Linked DNA regions of Ovis aries: region 2 is linked to region 1. A link is a contact called in public Hi-C data. All regions are on one chromosome and are shown on one strand. Each heading gives the region's core, a stretch centred on a gene start, on an enhancer-like site or on the middle of the called end of the contact. The rest is flanking DNA. Distances are from core to core; before and after follow the strand shown. Region 1 has its middle 30 kb from the start of NTSR2. Region 2 overlaps LPIN1 (lipin 1).

Region 1 (6,014 bases), core at 1,983-4,482:
GTCAAGAGTGGCTTGTTGGGAAGGTGATATTTTGGCAAATACTTGAAGCAGATGAGAGTTGGTCACTTAATTTGTAGGGAAAGGTTTTCCCAGTGGAGAGAAAAACCAGTAAGGATCTTTGCTGTTGCTATTGCCTAAGACGGAGCATTTGGGGACCAGGAAGGAGACCAGCGTGGCTGGAATGAAATGCAAGGGAGGTGGGGCATCAGGAGGTGAAGCCAGGGCCAGGGTCGGGGGGTGGGTGGGTGGAGGAGGGAGCTTCCAGAGCTTTCCAGGCCACTGTCAGCACTTTGGCTTTTATTTTGGCCATTTCAAGGTCTGAGCTGAGCAGTGAGGTTTTCTGACCTCTTGGGTTGCAGTGTGGAGAATAGTCAGTAGGATCAGAGAAGCAAGAGGTCGATAGAGAAGGCCACTGTTGTGAATGAGAAGACAGATAAGGGGGTTTGGACTAATGGGAGAGCCGTGAAGGGGGTGATAAGTGATCAGATCCCAGACACATCCTGAAGACAGAGCTATTGGGATTTCCTGGTGAATCAGATGTTGATTGAGAGGAGAGAAGAATGCCCAAGCACCTGTAAGGCTATAGTGACCATCAACCAAGACAAGGGAAGCCGCGGGCAGAGTGGTGTGGGGGTCAGTGGAGATCTGCACGTGCTGATTTGGAGAATGCCGCTAGGTTTCCCATTTGGAGATAACGAGCAGGCAGTTGAGTATATGATTCTAGACTCTATAGAGAGGCTGAAGCTGGAGATACAGGGATACCGTAGGTATTTAAAGCCACGAGACTGAATGAGGTCACCGTAGGAGTCAGTCAGCTTGAGAAGAGGAACTCGGTCTGGTCCCTGGAGGGCAGAGGAGAGACCTGCCAGAAAACGAGAGCCAACATTGGAGCAGGAGGAACAACCAAGGGAATTTGGTGCCTTGGAGGCCAGAGGAGGAAGTGTTTTAAGGACAACAGAGTGACATGGTGTCCAACATTGTTGATGGATGAAAAGCACAAATAAAGAATGAGAAATGTCCTTTGCATTTACAACCTGGATGCTGTTGGCGACCTCGATGAAGACAGTTCTGGTGAAATTGTGGAGGAGGCGGGGGAATCAGACTAAAAGGGTTTAAGAGAGGAACAAGAATGAAACTAAAGAAAACAAGCAGAGGAGTTTGCTGGGAAGGGGACCGGAAATGGGCAGTAGCTGGCACGGGAATCCAGGGAAGAGAGGGGCTTTGCTGGGCACTGAACAGTAAGACAAGACGATAGTGTGTTTCCTTGTTGACAGAATGGGTCAATAGTGGAGATGGGAAAGTTGATGTCTTAAGAGGGGCTTCTCTCTTTCCCTGGTGTGGGGGCAGCAGGCCTACTCCCTAAAACCTGATGCACAGGCTGGTGCAGCCTCTGGGCTTTCCAGCCAGATGGGGAGAATCAGGAGCAAAGCCAGCTTCTTCCTCAGCACTGCCAGCTTGGCGTGGTCCAAGGGTGCCCCTTCCTGGCCCCGAATCAAGCCTCAGGCACCAGGAGCCCCTTCTCTGAGCTTGGAGCCTTCGTGATCCTTTCCCTGGGGAAGAGATTCCTCCCCTTCTCGGCCTTGAGACCCCCACCCACCTTCGCGGCTGAGTTCAGCTGTCGCTCCTCTGCGGCCCTCCCTGTGATCCTATCCTGTTATGCTCTCTGTTACATGGTTTTCCAGGTTGGCAGGGATCCCTTCAGAGCAGGGAACCCCCTACCCTATCTCTGGGTCCCCAGCCTCCGGCCCAGGGGAAGGTGTTTTTTCCCAAGAATGGGGCTGCATCCTGTAAGAGCAGGTGCGTGGTCCCCTCACTCGGGTCCCAAGGAGGAGGCACCTACTTCTGTGGAGCTCTGGCTTATTCCCTCTTTGTTTCTAAAGTGAAGTCATCATTCAAACAGGCAGCCCCGCAAACCCCAGGCTCCCCGTGTGCGCCCCGAGGCCAGCCCCCTGCACATCCCAGAGGCCTCGCCCAGCTCCTGTGTTTTGGCAACCCTGGGCTCTGACTTCCCTCCAGACTGGGGCAGCAGCAGCTCCTGGGGGCTGGTAGCCAAGCTGGGGTTGGGGGCAGGAAGGAGAGCCCCCGGCCACTCTGGGCCCCACCAGGCTTTGGCTCCTGCTTCTCACTGCCTTGGCTTGAAAGCCTGGCCAGCTAGAGGAGTCTGCACATCACAACCAAGGAATTTGGCCTGTTTTCTCAGCCCTAGGAAGCTGGCATTCGCTGAAGCTCGGTGACCTGCTGGTTTCTTTCTTGCTTGTTGTTGATAGTGACGAGGCTTGGCCTGGGGACAGGGAAAGGCCACCATCACAGGCAGGCTGAATGGAGGGGCTCTTGGTTGGCCATCTTGCTGGCTGAAAAACCTCTCCCACCTTATTAGCTTCTTCACTGTGGGCACCTGGCAGAGCCTGGTACCAAGCCCTTCCTGTGCCCACCCCAATTACAACCCCTCCTGCCCATCTCCCCAGGCCAGCAGCAAGCCCCTCTCCAGGGTCCAGTCCACCCCCAGGGGGAGGGTTATCATGCTTCTCTCAGCTTTGAGTGATATCCCAGCCTGGAAGCGCCCAGCTTTGCCTGCAGTCCTGGCCAGGGTGTAGGCAGCTGGATGGTCAGAGCGCATCACTGTGTCCAGCACTTAAACAACTGAGCTGTCAGTTTCTCTTGAGCAACAATCTTTCCATCCAATGCCCACCTCCCTGCATGGGTGTGTGCTAAGTTGCTTCAGTCTTATTCTTTTTGACCTCGTGTACTGTAGCGCGCCAGGCCACTCTGTCTATGGAATTCTCCAGCCAAGAATACTTGAGTGGGTTGACATGCCCTCCTCCAGGGGTTCTTCCTGACCCAGGGATCAAACCTGCATCTCTGATGTACCCTGCGTTGGCAGGCGGATTCTTTACCACAAGCGCCACCTGGGAAGCCCACCCACCTCCCCCTGCAGGTCCCAGGTGCACAGGGATGTGGAAGTCTGTCTTCTGGGTCAGTTCGGTGCCTGGTGCTCTGGGACAGGGCTGGAGGCAGGGCTGGAGTCCTTGGGGCACAGCGTGTCCTGCCCTGTCCTGATTCTTCTGCCGTCACCTCCGCTTGTCCGCTGCCCGTGCCCCAGCCTGGCAGGGGGCCAGCGGTCTCAGGAGACCAGATGCTTTCGTAGAAGGAACTCAGTGTACGCAGGGTCAAGAGGCTTTCTCCGGGTTCTTTATGTAAACGTCCGCTGCTGTGACTGGCTCCCACCTCTCCCGCCCCTTCTAGGAACAGCAAGAACAGAGTCATGTGGATCTAATGTCTTCAGGGGCAGCAGTTGCTTCACCTTCTTGGTGGTTGTTTCTGCACAGAAACCCGCCCACTTTTGAATTGGTGGATCAGGTTCTGATTCTTTTCCCCCAAACATGCCCTCTGACCTTACTCTCCACCATTCCCCCCCTCCCATTATAAACTGTTTTTCCCACAGAGCAACTGAATTTGCTGAGTGTATTTAATCTGTGGACACTGTGGGTAAAAGGTTTGCTCTGTTTATTCTCTCTAAAGGCTGTTTGTATCTTAAAAGATGAGCTTATTAATTCAGACAAATATTTGAATTGGCAGGACTGTATTATTGTGTCTCTTTAAAAAAAAGTATATCTACATAAAACCTTTCTAAGGGGCACTTGCTTGCTGAGGCCAAGTCATGATTTGTAGTGGAAAAGAATAAAGTGTGTTATAAGTTGACTTGTGCTCTGCTTTGGGAGAACTAACAAAGTTTGATTTCATGGGCCGTGCAATTTCCAATCCTTTGGGGAAACCCTGCCAGGGTTGGATGTCACCTCACCCTCCACCACCTCCGTCACTTAAGGGGTCTGAGTTGCTGGAGGATGTTCAGGAGAAAGATGATTAAACAGAGAGAATATAGAAACTGAAGTTCCACCCTGCTTCCCCATGGCCATGGGTCATGAGCTTTGACATATGAAATGCAAAGCCTTTGGGGAATCGCTCTCTACTGTGTTGAGAAACTATAAGTGCTATTAATATAAATATGGTCTGTGTGCCAGCTGACCACACCTGAGGTTACATCATTCACTCATTCTCTCATTCAGACATTCAACATAATGGTCATTGAGTGGCCACATGTACTGGGCTCTAAACAGAAAGAAGAGTAAGCTGGTGGCTGGTCTTAGGGAGCTCCCAGTCCAGTGGGGGACAGGCAGGCAAGGCAAGTTGAGAGGTGTGGTGTTAAGAACAAGGGGTTAGGGAAATGCTGACGTGGAAACGATTGATGGCACCTGCAGGAGCTGGGTCAGGCAGCACAAGACAGATGGAGGGTGAGTAGGCAGGGGGTCAGTTGGACAGAATGATCTAGGGCACAGCCGACAGGCTGTGTGGCCTTGGGAAAATCCCTCAGCCTTTCTGAAACTTGGCTTCTCCAATAAAAACCAGGATGGTGATACCCACAACACTTAGAGAGGAATGATGAGAATTTGAATGTAGGAAGCACCTGGTGCGGCACGGGACACACAGTACGTGTGTGTTGTGATTCCACTCTAATCTCTGAATCACTCAAGCAATCAAGGCTTAGTCACCTTCGCAATTGTCCTAATGATGAACTCAGTACCTAGACAGGGCAGGGCAGGTAGGAAATAATTAGTGACCAGACGTGACTAATCTTGTGCTCGCCGGTTTCTCTGCTCTGAACTGCAACAGCGCTCTTCTGGAGAAGGAAATGGTCACCCACTCCAGTATTCTTGCCTAGAGTATCCTGTGGACAGAGGAGCCTGGTGGGCTGCCATCTACGGGGTTGCAGAGAGTTGGACATGACTGAAGTGACTTAGCAGCAGCAGCCAACAGCACTTAAGCTTGTTCACAGCCCCTGGCAGAGGAGACAGGCACAGTGGACTCAGCACCAGTGAGAAGCTTCACCGGACCTCAATTCTGTCATTAAATTACACGTACTGGTCACCATCATAATAATATGACATTTATTCAATGTGTGCTATGAAGCTGTTTTGGGGCTAAGTGCTTGAAGTTTATTTACATTCAATCCTTATCATAACAATGTAGTTTCAGCCCCATTTTACAGGTGAAAAAGTTGAAGCACAGAAAAGTTAAAGGACTAGATCAAGGTCACACAGATAGTCTGTGATGGATCTAGGATTTGAGCTGGTCGGATTCTAGAATCTGTTTTAGTCACCCTGTAAAAAAATACTTGACATGCTAATTGGTGTATCCAAGGCTGATGTGTCCCTTCTGGTTGGTTGGATGTCTCTTTGGTTTGGGCAGTGGCTGTACTAAAACTGTTTCTCAACTATTTTGTATAATCTCCCTGGTTCAGTCTCGTACCTCATCGCCATAGCACAGACAGACGAGTTCTGTTTTCATTCATTTTTACCACCCTCCCTCCCTCCGTCCTAGGCTTCCCTGGTGGCTCAGCTGGTAAAGAATCCGCCTGCAATGTGGAGATCTGGGTTTGATCCTTGGGTTGGGAAGTTCCCCTGGAGAAGGGAAAGGCTACCCATTCCTGTATTCTGGCCTGGAGAATGCCATGGACTGTACAGTCCATGGGGTCGCAAAGAGTCAGACATGACTGAGTGACTTTCACTTCACTCCCTCTGTCCCAGACTTCCTGTGGCTCCTTCCACTAGTCTCTCCATTCAGACTTGAATTGCTGCCTTGCCTTCCCTGGGGGATGGTATGATAGGAAACGTGGTTGACTGGCCCCCAAGGTTGGAGACCACACCTGTTATTTCTGCCCCAGGATGTCCCCTGAATGAGTTACTGAACACACAGGTATCATCATCTGCTCAGTGAAAAGGGATTTCAAGATTGTGTGGTTTGGGGAAATGCTGCATTTTATATTCCCTTTAGGAGACTGACAGCATTCAATGAGGTAGTAAGGGTGCTAAGAAGCTATGCTGGAATAAATCTTTATCTCTGTTTTATCTGATGTTTCCAGATTTATCTGCCCCACCTCAGAACTGGTTTTTGCCTGGGCTTCCCTGGTGGCTCAGATAGTAAAGTATATGCCTGCAATGCAGGAGACCCAGGTTCTG
Region 2 (6,014 bases), core at 2,387-4,886, 73 kb after region 1:
TTTTTTTTTTTTTTTTCCCTTCCTCATTTCTGCTATCCATCAAAGGTAGTTTCTGAAGACATGAAATGGTCACAATCTTTTCTTTCAAGAAATTTTATTTCATATTCCAATTTGTTATAAGAATCTCAAACTATATTATGGTATTTCAAGCTGGGTATTTGTAAATACTGTAACACCCTTAGAAGATGATACCACCTCTTGTATCCCCAGTAAATCTTTGTGATGTGAATAAATAAATGAGTGAGTAAGTGAAGACTGAAAGCATTTCTGTGATAAAGAGACAGCTCTTTGGAGAGTAGGTCTGTTGAGGCTGAAGCTGTGGGTTCATTCCCTTTCTAGGTTATATTTAGCTTTCATGGAAAATGCTGATTTCCCTGCCTATAAGCGGTCGTGCTGACCCAGCCAGCCATCTTTACAAATGCATGTCATCTGTTGCTGGAGAAACGGCACAAATGTGCAAACCCATCACTTTGGCAAAACAGTTCCGGCCACAGATCCACTATTGCATTGTTTTCTTCTGTGCTCGAAGCTGTAGGATCAGATGCAGAAATGGCATACTCGCTCCCCGCTTTCCAACCCACAAGCTGCGTTTTGATTTCTGTTTGGATAAATCTTTTCCATAACTGGAAATTCCTTGGAGAGTTAACGTCAGAAATGCCCTTTTCCCACTCATGGGAACCAGCCACCAAGTCTGCCCTTGTTCACTCACGTTTTGGGGGTGGACTTCATTGAACTGTAACACACGGGCAGAGAAACACCCAGATCCTGAGTGCCAAGATTGAAACATCTTCACTTCACACACTTCACACAGGTGAATGTGTCCACGTGACCTGCATCCAGACCAGGACTAAATCAGAACTTGGAAGCCCCCTGACCCTTTGCAATTCCTGTTCTGACGCCTCCCCCCCAGTAATGATAAACCCAATCTTGGCTTTAATAGCAGAGTTTAGTTTTGCAAGGCTCGTCCTGTTACCATATATCGTAATTCACTTTCAGCACCTTGATCGCCCTGTGGTGTGAATACATTCCCCTTTCTCCTGCTGGACATTCGTGTTAGATTGGTGGTCTCACTCACTCCCTCACTCACTCACTCACTCACTCCCATTTGGCAGTTAATGTTTTATATGAAAGTTCATTTGCTTTGGAAATACTATCCTTGGTTTCCAGACTTTTCAGCAAGTGTGGGAGTCACCAGGTGCGCCACCCCCTCCCACCCGCCAAGGCTTCACTGTGTCCTTTACAGTTGTGCCTGCCCAGGGCCCTTTGGTTGACTCGACTCTTCGCTGACCTCTCTCTCTCTCTCTCCCTCCCTGCCCCTTTGATCCAGTCCTCACCACACAAGATGAAAGAGTCCAGCCCATTGAACAGCAGGAAAATCTGTGATAAAATGCACTTCCAAGCCATCCACAGTGAATCTTCAGATGCGTTTAGTGACCAGTCACCAACACTGGTCAGGGCGTCTCCGGTGCAGCCACTGCTGGAGCAGAACAAGCCGCAGACAGAGATACAGTTTGTGAACGAAGACGACATTGAGGCTTTGGGAGCAGCAGCCCCCCCTTTACCCACGATCGAGGAGCCCAAAGCCCCTTCTGCCCACACTGCCCCAGTAGCTGCGAGCAAGATGGATTCGCCTTCCAGGAAAAAGGGTGAGAAAGCTGACGCTTCCCAGTGCCTTCCTGTGCACTGGGGGCTCTGCCCACCACAGCCTCTTCCCCCAGCCAAAGTTCAAGATTCTTCAGAGGGGAGACAGGACATCTCTCTTGTTCAGTCCCTTGCCCTTTTGCTGGATGTGTGTTTTCTCAGAATTGAGTTGTAGAAAATCTGACCTGAAGGAGGCCTCAGGGATGGTGCAGTGATCCACCCCCACAGCCCTCCACTGGACAGGTCAGGGATGCTGGGGTCCCCCACGCTGGGACTGCACCAGACACTGATGATGAAGCTAGTCTGCACCCCGCTTTCCTTGCCCCTGGTTTCCCTCTAGTGCATTGCCCTGTGTTAATTTCTGCATACCGTGTATCACTGTTTCAAGTGATTACTTGTTTTGTTTTTTTGCCTGGCTTCCGTACTAGAACATACGTGCTCTGTGAGGTCAAGAATATTTCTGTCTTTTTACCTTTTTCCCTGGTGTTTCGTATAGTGGTTGGCGCATGGTGGGGGCTCCATACATGTAGTCAAATGCCCACCTGGCTGCCTGTCCAGACCAATGACATGAAGCCTCATCTGTTAGCTGCGTGGCTTTGTGCGCGGTGGTTCTAGTCTGTATGAACCGATGATGTAATTCTTTGGCCACAGTAAACTGGAAGGGTGCAGTCTTGGTGCCAGGGGCCAACGATGTACCATATAGGAGGCTTCAGAGTACTGATGGGGAAGTGCTCAGTGAAAGCTTTGCTGTTTAGTGATAATAATAACAAAACCAATACAGATAATAATAAAAATACCCATCACTGTGTCAGTGTGCTGAGTGCTTAGTACCTCTCAGGCCCCTCCCAGCTGGGGAGCTGAGGCTCACTGAAGCTACCCGACTCACTCAGTGGACCCTTCTGAGCAGATCTGCGCACGGTGCTCAAGTGCTCTTTCTAGAGAGGCTCGGAAGTCTGTGAGGTTGCATCTGAAGAACGGTGCTCTGACCTGACCCGTGTGCCTTTTCAGACAAACGAAGCCGACACCTGGGGGCTGACGGCGTCTACTTAGATGACCTCACAGACATGGATCCCGAAGTCGCTGCCCTGTATTTCCCCAAAAAGTAAGAGCCCTTTTTATGCTTCCTATGTTTTGTATATGTTAACCTGGGAGCCGCTTTTTCCTTATATTTGATTAGAAAGTGAGTGAGAAAAAGCTGCAGGAGTTCCATGTTTTACCGTGAGGAGCAACCGGTCAAAGCATGGACCCTGTGTAGACGTGAGGGCAGGCTGTCCCCCCCTCCTGGGATGGCTTTTGAGCCGGGGACACAGGCTCGAGGCCATGTCCCCAGGTACACCAAGGTGATGTTGCGGTGGTCAGTGATCCTCATCCCAGATCAGCTACGCACAGCCCTGCCTCTCCCCAGGGCAAGTCCCCTGGGGCCTTGGGGGCCCTGTGGTCTGGGATTTCCATCATTTGTGGGGAGTCCTGGCTCCGCAAAGGGCGTGACAGGATGGTGGCCTCTTGGGAGGGCATGCTCTCTATTCCTCAATTCCAGTGCATTTGGGAGAAAAACGCAGGGAGGCGTAGGGGTTTAAAAATGGTTATTTTTCCTCCTAAGGTCATTCATGTAGCTCGTGTGCCTGCCGTGGCGCCTTAGTGAGGGTCTGCTGGGATGACATCTCTGTCCCTCTCACTGCCGGGGTCACCTGACATCTGAGTGAGACATCTCCCACCTGCCAGGCTCGGGAAGTCCTCCTCACAGCCCCTCCCTCTCCTCTCCTTCCAGCGGAGACCCTTCTGGGCTCACGAAACCCGCCAGCGACAACGGAGCCCGCTCCGCCAACCAGTCCCCTCAGTCCGTGGGCAGCTCTGGCGTCGACAGCGGCGTGGAGAGCACGTCGGACGGCCTGAGGGACCTGCCGTCCATCGCCATCTCCCTGTGCGGGGGCCTCAGCGACAACCGGGAGATCACCAAAGGTACCGCGCGGCCGCCGCCGTCTTTGAGCCGGCAGCGCCCCCTGCTGGCCGCCGGCTGGACCGGCCCGAAGCCCCGGGCTCATGGAGGAGCGCACGTGACTCCCTGTGGCTCAGGACCCAAATGTTGCTGCTCGGTGGCGGCTGGCTGACTGACCGCAGTGTTCTGCAGGGCACACACACAGGCGCCCCAGGCGACAACAAGGCCACTGGGTCACTGGTCGTCAGGCGTGTTTGAGCACAGCTTGTGCCCGTCCTGCAGTGGGGTGGGGCCCCGGGGTAGTGGGAACGTCAACAGTGGGAAAAGAGTGCTAGCAAGTGTACAGAAATGCTGGAGGAGGGAGGGGTGTCTGAGTGAGCCCTGGACCCTTCCTGGCTGTGTCAGAAGGGTGTTTCAGGGTTGGCTTAGGTGATCTGAGTTAAATCATAGCCCCCACCCTATTTTTATCCCTAGTTTCCCAGGATCTCATGCTATTTACATGGTGAGGTGTCCCCGAGACCTCCAGAGAGTGCAGTCAGCCACTGCAGCTGATGACCCCTGGACCAGGTGGCCCTAGGTGTCCCCACCTGCCCTAGGCAGGTCACCGAGCTTTCATTCATGACTTTGTCCATCCTCATGACCACTGGCGAGGAGGTGGGTGTGGAAGGTCACACCAATGACTGTGACTCACACCCGGGTGACCATACCTTGAGCTCCAGTCGTCTGCTTCTGCAGGGGCCTGTGTTTATGGTGTTTCCTACACGCCTGCTCCCATGTAAACACATGTGCCCTGATTAAGGATGCACTTGTCCCCCATCCTCTGGCTGCCCCCATCTCTCTCCATTTATGCACAGACACAACCCTGAAAACTAACTGAAGGCCCCTTGGCAAATAGATTTGATAGGATTGTCTGCATAGCTGGATGGCATAAACTCTCAGAAGATACTTGTGAGGGAGTGAAAACAGGCCTGGTGTTTGTACTAAATCTTCTTTGTATTCCCCCCCTCCTTTGCCTTCACAGATGCATTTTTGGAACAGGCCGTGTCATATCAGCAGTTTGCGGACAACCCTGCCCTCATTGATGACCCCAATCTCGTGGTGAAGATTGGAAATAAGTAAGTTCCTCCCGAAAGTCATTTCAGCCGTTGTGTGATACCCGTTCAGCTTCAGCTTCTCAGTAACCCTTAGAAATGTATAAACTTAAGTCTTTGTTAAAAATCTATTATTGTCTCTTCACTATTGGCAAAATGCTGCATTGCTTACATGGTTAGAACGTTGATGTAACTGGATCCTGTGGGGCTTGCATTCAGCTGCACCAGATTTTACCGTGGGACGTGTGACGTCACAGCCTTGGCCTCTATCACAAGATAGACCGGGCACCCACCCCTTGAAAGCTTTGTTGTCTGGGGTCAGGGGATGTGCATGTATTTTTACAGGCTGCTGGCAAACTTTTCCCCATTAGAGGAAGCCACAGATGTTTACGTATTAACTGAGGGTCTTCATTTCCTTTTCCCTTAAGTGTAGGCCAGAAATGTTCCAGCGCATCAGTGGCTTGACTCCCAGTGGGGCGTGGGCTGCTCTTAGCTGGCCGCTGGCTCACCTGCCATGTTGTTTGTCTTGTTGCCACAGTGGCCGCTGGGGGTTTGGCTGGAGGAAGGTCTTCTACAAGGTTGGGGCATGTGGCGGCTGACCTGGGGTGTTTGCCACAGTACTGGGCTCTTTAAGGACCCTCTGAACGTCCAGAGCCTCACATGACCGCTTCTCGGGATGTTAGAGGTCTGAGCCTTGGTCTTCTGACCGCTTTTCCTTGTTTTGTGTCAGATACTATAACTGGACGACAGCGGCGCCTCTGCTCCTGGCCATGCAGGCCTTCCAGAAACCATTGCCAAAGGTGAGCTTTACCATGAGAAAGAAAAGGGACATGAAAATGATGGCTCGCTGAATCTGGGGGGTTGGAATTTAGCTTTTATTTTAGACTTCCCTGGTGGCTCAGATGGTAAAGCGTCTGTCTACAATGTGGGAGACTGGGTTCTATCCCTGGGTTGGGAAGATCGCCTGGAGAAGGAAATGGCAACCCACTCCAGTACTCTTGCCTGGTAAATCTCATGAATGGAGGAGCCTGGTAGGCCACAGTCCATGGGGTAACAAAGAGTTGGACACAACTGAGCAACTTCACTTTCTTTCATTTTCTTTAGAAACCATGAGGTTAATTACACTGTGCTGGTTGGAAATTCACGGGTATAAACTGCAGGGGTCTCCCTTGCACTTTGAATGTCCTCCTGCCTTCTCTTGTCAAAGCAAAAGCTCCCAGTGGAGGCAGCGCCAGACCAAGTCCTGCCTCTCCAGGATTCCTGTCCCTGCACCTGCCATGCCAGGGACACAGATGGGGGCAAAGCAGGTGGATGCTGAGCCCAAGGGTGATGAGGGGAGACAGGGT

The links. Hi-C and Micro-C count contacts between places; a contact is called where the count stands out from the background.
Region 2: a Hi-C map of tail adipose tissue shows a contact between it and region 1, with 6 times the contacts expected there. The contact joins two enhancer-like sites. A contact is called at or near these places in 13 of 16 Hi-C or Micro-C datasets (blood, hypothalamus, liver and 7 more).

The regions. Positions count from the first base shown.
Region 1 is chr3:20,613,464-20,619,477 of ARS-UI_Ramb_v3.0, forward strand. It overlaps a transcript of LPIN1 not described here. Among named protein-coding and RNA genes, the nearest start is that of NTSR2, 30 kb to the left of the region's middle. Within about 2 kb of position 3,233, at least 8 of the 54 cell types and tissues checked have an H3K27ac peak or open chromatin away from gene starts, as enhancers often do. A contact at or near this core is called in tail adipose tissue, where this site is marked.
Region 2 is chr3:20,685,600-20,691,613 of ARS-UI_Ramb_v3.0, forward strand. It overlaps LPIN1 (lipin 1), which reads left to right. Exons shown (of 19, transcript NM_001280700.1): 6 at 1,328-1,646; 7 at 2,650-2,743; 8 at 3,410-3,600; 9 at 4,599-4,692; 10 at 5,399-5,468. Among named protein-coding and RNA genes, the nearest start is that of LPIN1, 16 kb to the left of the region's middle. Within about 2 kb of position 3,637, at least 6 of the 54 cell types and tissues checked have an H3K27ac peak or open chromatin away from gene starts, as enhancers often do. A contact at or near this core is called in tail adipose tissue, where this site is marked.